Regions from separate parts of the Danio rerio genome. Here region 1 is linked to region 2. Evidence: chromatin contacts called from public HiCAR-type data. All regions are on one chromosome and are shown on one strand. The core of a region is the stretch at or near the end of the contact, and the rest is flanking DNA. Distances in the headings are between cores, read along the strand shown.

Region 1 (3,987 bases), core at 104-2,603, 38 kb before region 2:
GCCAATTCATGAGAGAATGGTTATGTGGAAGCTATTGTGCATGTTGAAACAAACATACACAAACAATAAGAGAAATTCCTCACATTGCTGATATGAGGTGACATGCCGGAGCTTGCAGCAGGACGAGTTTACTAGAGATGATGACAGACAAATACCTAATAACACCCTTTTACACTTCACTCTAGTATATAAACTCTGCTGTATTTTTGCCATGTAGAAAATTTTGAATGAATCTGAAGTTTAATGCGCAAGTCTGTTTGTATAGTTCAGCATTTTATGTGAGTGACAGCCGCATTCAGTAACTGAATTAACTCCTGACAAACGCATTGTGACAAACACACTGAAAGAAACTATGCAGTATGTATGGCACATAACAACGAACTGTTACTTACATTTAAACACTTATTAGAGCAGAGTGTCCCATTTGCATGCACACAATACAAGAAAGTCCCAGAAAAAGAGGTACTAGACCTGACTTGTTTGTGTTGCCAGGTATTGCTTGAAAAATACAGTACAATAATAAACTTAATTAGGTACAAAAGATTTCTTCTGAAGACAAGACCAAAGTATCATAACTTGCACCTTCCTGCTTTCAAAACTCCATCAACTCTGTTTATGTGAGTATCCTAAACAGTAAGCCCAAAGACATTTATAATAAGTGGACATGGCAACACTTCAAGAGCACACTGTGTAAAACCTTAAACATTAACACAGTATAACGCTTCTGTTGACAATAAATTGGTTAAAACTACAAATCAAAATGAATATTTGGTTTATGTAATATTACTTTTGTTAAAAAATATCAGATACCAAAGGCTTGAGATGCCAGATAATTGCTGTGGTTTCAGTATGGTGTAATTTAGGGATTCACTTCAGTATTTAAATGCTGTAGTCACTCCTAACACTTTATAATGTTTATAAGTCTGTGCAGGTGTAAATATTGGTGAACTGACAATGTATAAAGCACTTTGGCTAAATAATAGTTGTAAATTATTAACTGAAATTAGGGTGTGTGATATTTATGGAATACAATAATTATGGTAATTGCGGCTCTAATAATGTGTGAGCTGACAAACACACAAACACATCTTGAAAGGATTGACTGTATGATGAAGTCTATAAAAATGGCACTATAATATGAGTTATGAAAGCAAAAAGTAGTGTATTGGTTTTGCTTTTTGTAATATGTTAAGACATGTAATACCAGCCTGATCTCACAAAGGAAAGTAACTATTTTTTGCTTTGTCAGTTTACTGGCTAATTCACATTTTAAAAATGAGGCATGCCGCCACACCCAACACAAACCAACCGTCACTGGAGATGAGCAAATCGTACTAAATTATACGAATGAGGTCGTAAATATTCACACAAATTAGCCACTAAATCAATCAGTGATTCGAATCGCAGTGAGATTGTGTTGGTAATACAAAAGTCATTACATGCACAAAGTGTGGTTTTCTCCAATATCAGCGAGCATCATCGCATATGTTGTTTTGATTTTATTCCGCAGTTTAACAAACTGGAAGTTAAAACTGAGCGGGTTTACATATTGTATATGAGTTTTTTTTAAAACCCAAACAAAGTAAGAGCAGAACAACTACCAAACACTACCACTGTGGTGTTTTAATCCTGAATGAACCTGTTTTTAAACAAACAGAGCAAGTCAGTAATTCTATCACTCATTCATGAAGACGGTGGTTGTTTCTTAATATGCTTTCTTCACCGGTTTTGTGTCTTTATGTTCTCATGTAATGCCAACATCAGCTGCCAAAGTTCAGTTCTAAAACCCAAGACCGCAAGAACAGAGGATGCGTGAGAGTTCCCGCATATCTTCTTAATATCGAGGATGCACTGACTTGAACACAAAACTCCCCCGAGAAGTCCCAGAAGTCATTGCAGCTGATCCTGAATAAAGAAGGTGGGAAGCACAGAATTCTATACATGTTTATTATTAAAGTTCCGAAATATAATTTATTTATCTCAGAAGTTTTCTCAAATGACACAGTGAAAGTAAACATTACCATGAAACTCTTAATAAAGTTATAAACAAATTAAGGATGTATATTAGCTAAATTTTATATTAAAACCGGTTTTATTTGTATTGTGCAAAATACATTTGTAAGGTTTTGTGCATGTTATATATATTTAAAAGGGAAAAAACAAATCATTGTATTAATGCTGTAATGTTTAAATAATTTTCCTTTAAAATGCATGAAGGTCATGTGACCATCAGGAAAAACGCAGCATCTCATTTCTTAGAGGAAGCGATGTGTTCTCACTGTCTCCCGAAATCGTTCTTCCGAGGTAACCTGGCAAGAACAGTCTCCTTGAGAATGCAAGTTTGTTCTCTGCATTCATGGAATTGAGAAACAGCCAGTGACTTGCATAAAAAAAATCACTTTAATAAATGATTCTGTGAATCACTCAATGAGAAGAACCTGCCATAACCTTTTGGTTCCATATTATAGTGCCATATTTATCCATGAGTAGCCTAAAACAGCCAAGATACCAGCACAAAAAAACAATGTTCAATTATCAAACCTCACTTAACCTGAAAAAAAGAAAGAGATCACCACTCTAAAAGTGTTGAAGTTTAATCAATCTAAGGGTAATTCATCTAAGGGGAAGATCTTAGTTGGCACTTTTATTTATCATTAGTAAACAAATCTCCCAAAACATTAAGATGCATCTATTAACACCAAAATGTTAGTTAAAATGTGAGCTCTCTAGCTGTATTTGCATGTCTTACCCATCCAAACCTCTCCGAAGCAGCCCTGACCCAGCTTAAGCTCCAGACGCAGTGACTCTCGAGGTATTTCCCATGCATCTTTAGCCAGACCCTGAGTTTGGGGCTTCACCGTCGGACACACTGTAGTGAGTCGATAACACAGCCCATCTGCATGCTCTACAAACACACACAACACAGTGATGTCAGAGTGAGCTCTCATAAAACTAGGTAAATGAGAGTAGTAGTTTCCCTTAAGCCAGTAAGGTAAATTATACCCAATTGTAGACAACACAGAATTGTCAAGTCAAATCTCATAAAGTAGTAAAAGTAAAATGAGATGTTCTGAATTAAACAAGGTGTGTGTTATGTTCACAAATTTCACACAATAGGAGATCATAAAAAAGCAAGGCTACTAAATGACCTGGTAAGGGTAAAAGTCATTAATTCATCACTTATCCAGCTTTAAAGCCCATTAGTCACTGTCTTTCAACAACAAGATTAAAACCTTTACGAAGCAGGTTGCATAGCGAGTGCTAGACAAGGACTGATGGCCTTTCATTACGCCTTGACATTCTTCAGATAAGACGAATCTGAACAGCAAATTTGTTACTTTCACAGGCCCTCTGCGACAGTTTGTGTGAAATGCCTGACAGAAACAATTTATCGATTTTTTATTTAATTAAAATATATAGACATTAAAAGTGACCCGGACCCCCTTTATACAGATTATAACCACCAAGAATGCATTAAATTGATCAAAATAGATATAAAATTAAACTCTCTATTTATCAAAAAAATTAGGATTTATTTTAATTAAAAGCAGTACAATACCATTCCATAACATGCTCAAGGTAGGATGTATTTTTGAGTTTAATAACAAGATGGAGGGAAACATTTTAAGAGAAACTGAGTACAGAAAAGGAAAAAAAAACTTAACTTGGGGGCGTTGAAGAACTTCTATTTAAAGTCTTCCAACCATTTCTATACTGACGTCCCTTTGTAGGTGGTGCATTGTAATGCTAGAACAGAATAGGTACACACTGTTCTACTGTAAATGTTTGTCTAAGGAGATGGTAAGGCTGTATGATTAGGAGAGTAACAAATGACGTACTACATGCTATGTAGATACAATAATCAGTCAACTATCTAGTGTATAAACTTAAAGGTATTTTGTGTATAAATTGTCCATCATTTTACACATTTTCCCATTTAATAAACATGATTTCTACAGGTTTAAAGTTAAATTTAAGACTTTTAAA
Region 2 (3,719 bases), core at 222-2,721:
GTTAATAAAAACACCTGTTTTTTTAAATGATGTATTACTAAATGTAAAATGTTGAGTAGAGTGTAAATGTACACTGATAAATTGCCACTCACTCTCAACTTTAAATGTTCATGTTTCCTATTGATAAATATCTATTAATATGATCTTCACATGTTTGTGGTCCTTGGCATTGTGACAGAGGGCACAGCTTGAATAACTAGTGGAGGTAACGTGTACAGAAGACAGGATCAAACGGAAGCAGATCAGAGCTGGAGATGGCATCATTTCCCTTCACCAGTCAAGTCAGCAACAGCCAGTGGGGCAGAGGTTGTACTCACAGAAGGATTATTGGAGGAGGATTATTTTCGCGCTTGCGCATGCATCAACTCGGCTTTGTTATGACATACTTTCATCAATTATTCAATGTAAACAACCGAAAATGCAGTGGAACCCCCGGATGTTACGAGTGCAATCTGGAGAGGACAGTAAACAGTGCAAGTCCTGGAGAAGAAGAGCTATTGTTAAGATTGCACAACTTATCACGAGTCCTACTCGAAAGTCCTTAAAAGCGGAATTGTACCAACTGAGTCGCAAAATGTTACAGTGAAAATTTAACGTTACGATATATCAGTCGTTCTCACAAACACCGCTCATATATATGAATCGCCCTGGTTTCCCTCTGGCGTCTTGTGTAACACTACAGGCCTGCAATGGGGATATTTGTCCACAAAATCCTCATAAATATACACAGAAGTGTGAGTAACGATGACTTGTGAAGTGATAGAGTTCACGACCGTCCAAATAATCTCAAACGGGACAGTGATTCCTCGGAAATGTACAACTCAGGTGGGAACTTTGAGGAGCCACGTTTCATTCTCGATCAGTGTCGAAGCAAGCTGTATAGTCCGACGGCTACTAAACTTCTTTCGTAAATTCAACTAGTTTTGTAAGTAAGAAAGCCCCTGCCGCAGAGATTTGTGTAGAGTTTTGGGAGAAAAACAGCGAACGAAGCAGTCAGTGTTGTTTTCGAGCACTACCACATTCGTTTCACACTAAATCAAAGGCGAGAAGAGACTAGGCCACTTGACCAGAGTTTCAGAAAAGGACCCGAATCTGTTTTCTTCTTACCTTTTGCCGAACCGTTTTCCCTTTCTTGCGGTTACATACGCCTTCCGACAGCTTCGTCCTCGGTCAACGTTTCGGTGTTTCACTCACAATGGTATTGTTATGTTCAACTTGAAAATCACAGCCTGTCCCATTCCGTTGCCATCTAACACCTCACGAGACGTGATAAATAAATGCTGTGAGGGGAAATCCGTGATATATTATAAATCCAGTCACGTTACTTGGGCTTGTTCTTCTATTGCAGTAAAAGGAAAAGAGTAACAGTGAGCAATCCAGGCAAACAAAAACCTTTGAACCGGTAGAGATTGTGTGGCTATGCTACATGACAAAAGAGCTCTAGGAATAGTGGATGGACTCCCGCAGATGTTTCCCCCTCCCTCTGCTTGGAATCGGTTTAACTTGCAGCAACGCATCCCACAATATGGCCGCCGCGGGGAGCGGTGAACTGAGAGAAATCACAGTTTATCACTTCACAAGATTAGGGCAGACGTTAAGACGGTGGTATTTTTAAATATAATACCGCCGTAGTTTGTCTTTGTATTATGGCAATATATGCAATAACACTAGCCAGCTCATGGCGAATAGTGTTTAGTGCAGTCTTATGGCGCTCCCTGCCTGTTGCCTGCAAACATCGCAGCTTTCTAGCATTGATTTTTTGTTGCTATTTTTTTTTTCAAAAGCTTTGTCTATGTCCCTTCTAGTTATTAACAATTAAACATTTAATATAAAAAGTAGTATGATCTCTTATTAAGTTAAACATTTTAATAAATACCGTTTTGGCTGGGAAATGTAGGCCATCTGTTATGCTGGCTGAATGACAAAGCAACAATTTAACCCAATTTTAACTTTAGTTTAGCAAATGAAACTTTGAATGTATATGCAATGTACATATATAATGTACAAATATAAAATGTCTACATTTAAGCTATAGATATAACTTATTATCTGGATTAAATAATCTGATTCCAAAAATATAGTATTTTTATTAAAATTTAAAATTCATCTGATACAGCTACTTTTAGGCATTATTCAATTATTTTCCTTTGGCTTATTTTCCATTTCTTAGGTTGCTACAGCGGAATGAACCGTCAACTATTCCGGCTTATGTTTTACACAGCAGATGCCCTTCCAGCCGCAACCTAATACTAGGAAAAAACCATACACACTCACATTCACACACAATATGGCTAATTTTGTTTACCCAATTCACCTGTAGCGCATGAAACCGGAACACCTGGAGGAAACCCATGCAAACACAGTGAGAATGTGCAAACTCCACACAGAAATCCTAACTGGCCCAGTCGGGACTCAAATCAGCAATCTTCCTGCTTTGAGGTGACAGTGCTAACCACTTAACCACCGTATCGCCCTTGAAAGCATTAACTGATTACAAATGATTCACACATCGGCAGTAAATTGCTCATTATTTATTGATTCGCCCCTGCCCCTCCACCCTTCAAAAATGTTTAAAAATATTGTTTAGCTTAAACAGTAACAATATACAATTGCCATGTAAATGTCTTTTGTGAACTATTTTGGATGTTGAGGAGATAAGTAATAAATAAATAAATAAATAAATAAAAATAATAATAATATTATATATATATATATATATATATATATATATATATATATATATATATATATATATATATATATAAATTTACACACACAACCGGTCAAAAGTGTTGGGTCCTTTTTTTTCTATTTTTTTTTTTTAAAGAAAATTATTCTGTTCATCAAGGCGACATTTATTAAATTAAAAATTTTTTATAAATTGTTAAATATTTATTCGAAATTTAAACAAATGCTTATTGTATGTAATTTCAAATTAAATTATTACTCTAGCCATTATTGCTTTTATTACTATTACCATTAATAATGATGATATTATTAATAATAATAATAATTCAAATTAAAGTGATTTATGAAGGATCATGTGACTCTGAAGACTGTGTTAATAAAGCTGAAAATAAAATCACTGGAATAAATTATTAAATTAAGTTAGAAACTACTTCTGAACAGTTATTATATAGTGCAAATAACATTTTACAATTTTACAAATTGTTCTGTATTTTTGATTAAATAAATGCAGCCCTGGTGAGCAGGAGAAGCTTATTCTAAAACATTTAGAACATCCTACTGACCCCAAACCTTTGATGTGTATTGTATATAAGCAAGAAAGTTATGTCACAAGTAATCTAAACGTTGCCAAAATCAGAACTTTACATAAAAAGTACATCAAATTATTTGTAATCAGTAACAAATTAAAGTTTGTATCCTATTTCCAGCATTGAGCTTAATCCTTGATTACAGAATTGCCAAATACATAGTATGCAAATAAAGCAACTCTCCTAAAATGTATCTGACCATATACAGACATATTTTATTCATTTTCCTTCAGCTTAGTCCCTTTGCTTGTCTGGGGTCACCAACAAATAAAGCATATGTTTTTCACAGCAGATGCCCTCCAAAAAACATATTCAGAAAAAATGTTCAGTCCATTTAAAGTCTTATGCTAAAAGTGGATTTCACTGGTCAATACTGACATCATGTGGAGGTTGGTAGCACTACAGCCTTATTACTCTAGTAAAGGTAAAGGCTCTGTAAAACTG

Evidence for each region. HiCAR-type assays count read pairs that join an accessible place to other places.
Region 1: a contact with region 2 is called in a HiCAR-type map of caudal fin, with 4 times the contacts expected there. The contact joins the enhancer-like site here to the promoter of yes1 in region 2. A contact is called at or near these places in 5 of 18 Hi-C or Micro-C datasets (caudal fin, embryo, fibroblasts and 1 more) and 1 of 4 datasets of contacts at active chromatin or transcription factors (caudal fin).

The regions. Positions count from the first base shown.
Region 1 is chr2:34,309,792-34,313,778 of GRCz12tu, reverse strand. yes1 (YES proto-oncogene 1, Src family tyrosine kinase) reads right to left here. Exons shown (of 12, transcript NM_001013270.3): 7 at 2,750-2,905. Among named protein-coding and RNA genes, the nearest start is that of clul1, 31 kb to the left of the region's middle. Within about 2 kb of position 1,353, at least 4 of the 62 cell types and tissues checked have an H3K27ac peak or open chromatin away from gene starts, as enhancers often do. A contact at or near this core is called in caudal fin, where this site is marked.
Region 2 is chr2:34,271,987-34,275,705 of GRCz12tu, reverse strand. yes1 (YES proto-oncogene 1, Src family tyrosine kinase) reads right to left here and starts at 1,471. Exons shown (of 12, transcript NM_001013270.3): 1 at 1,108-1,471.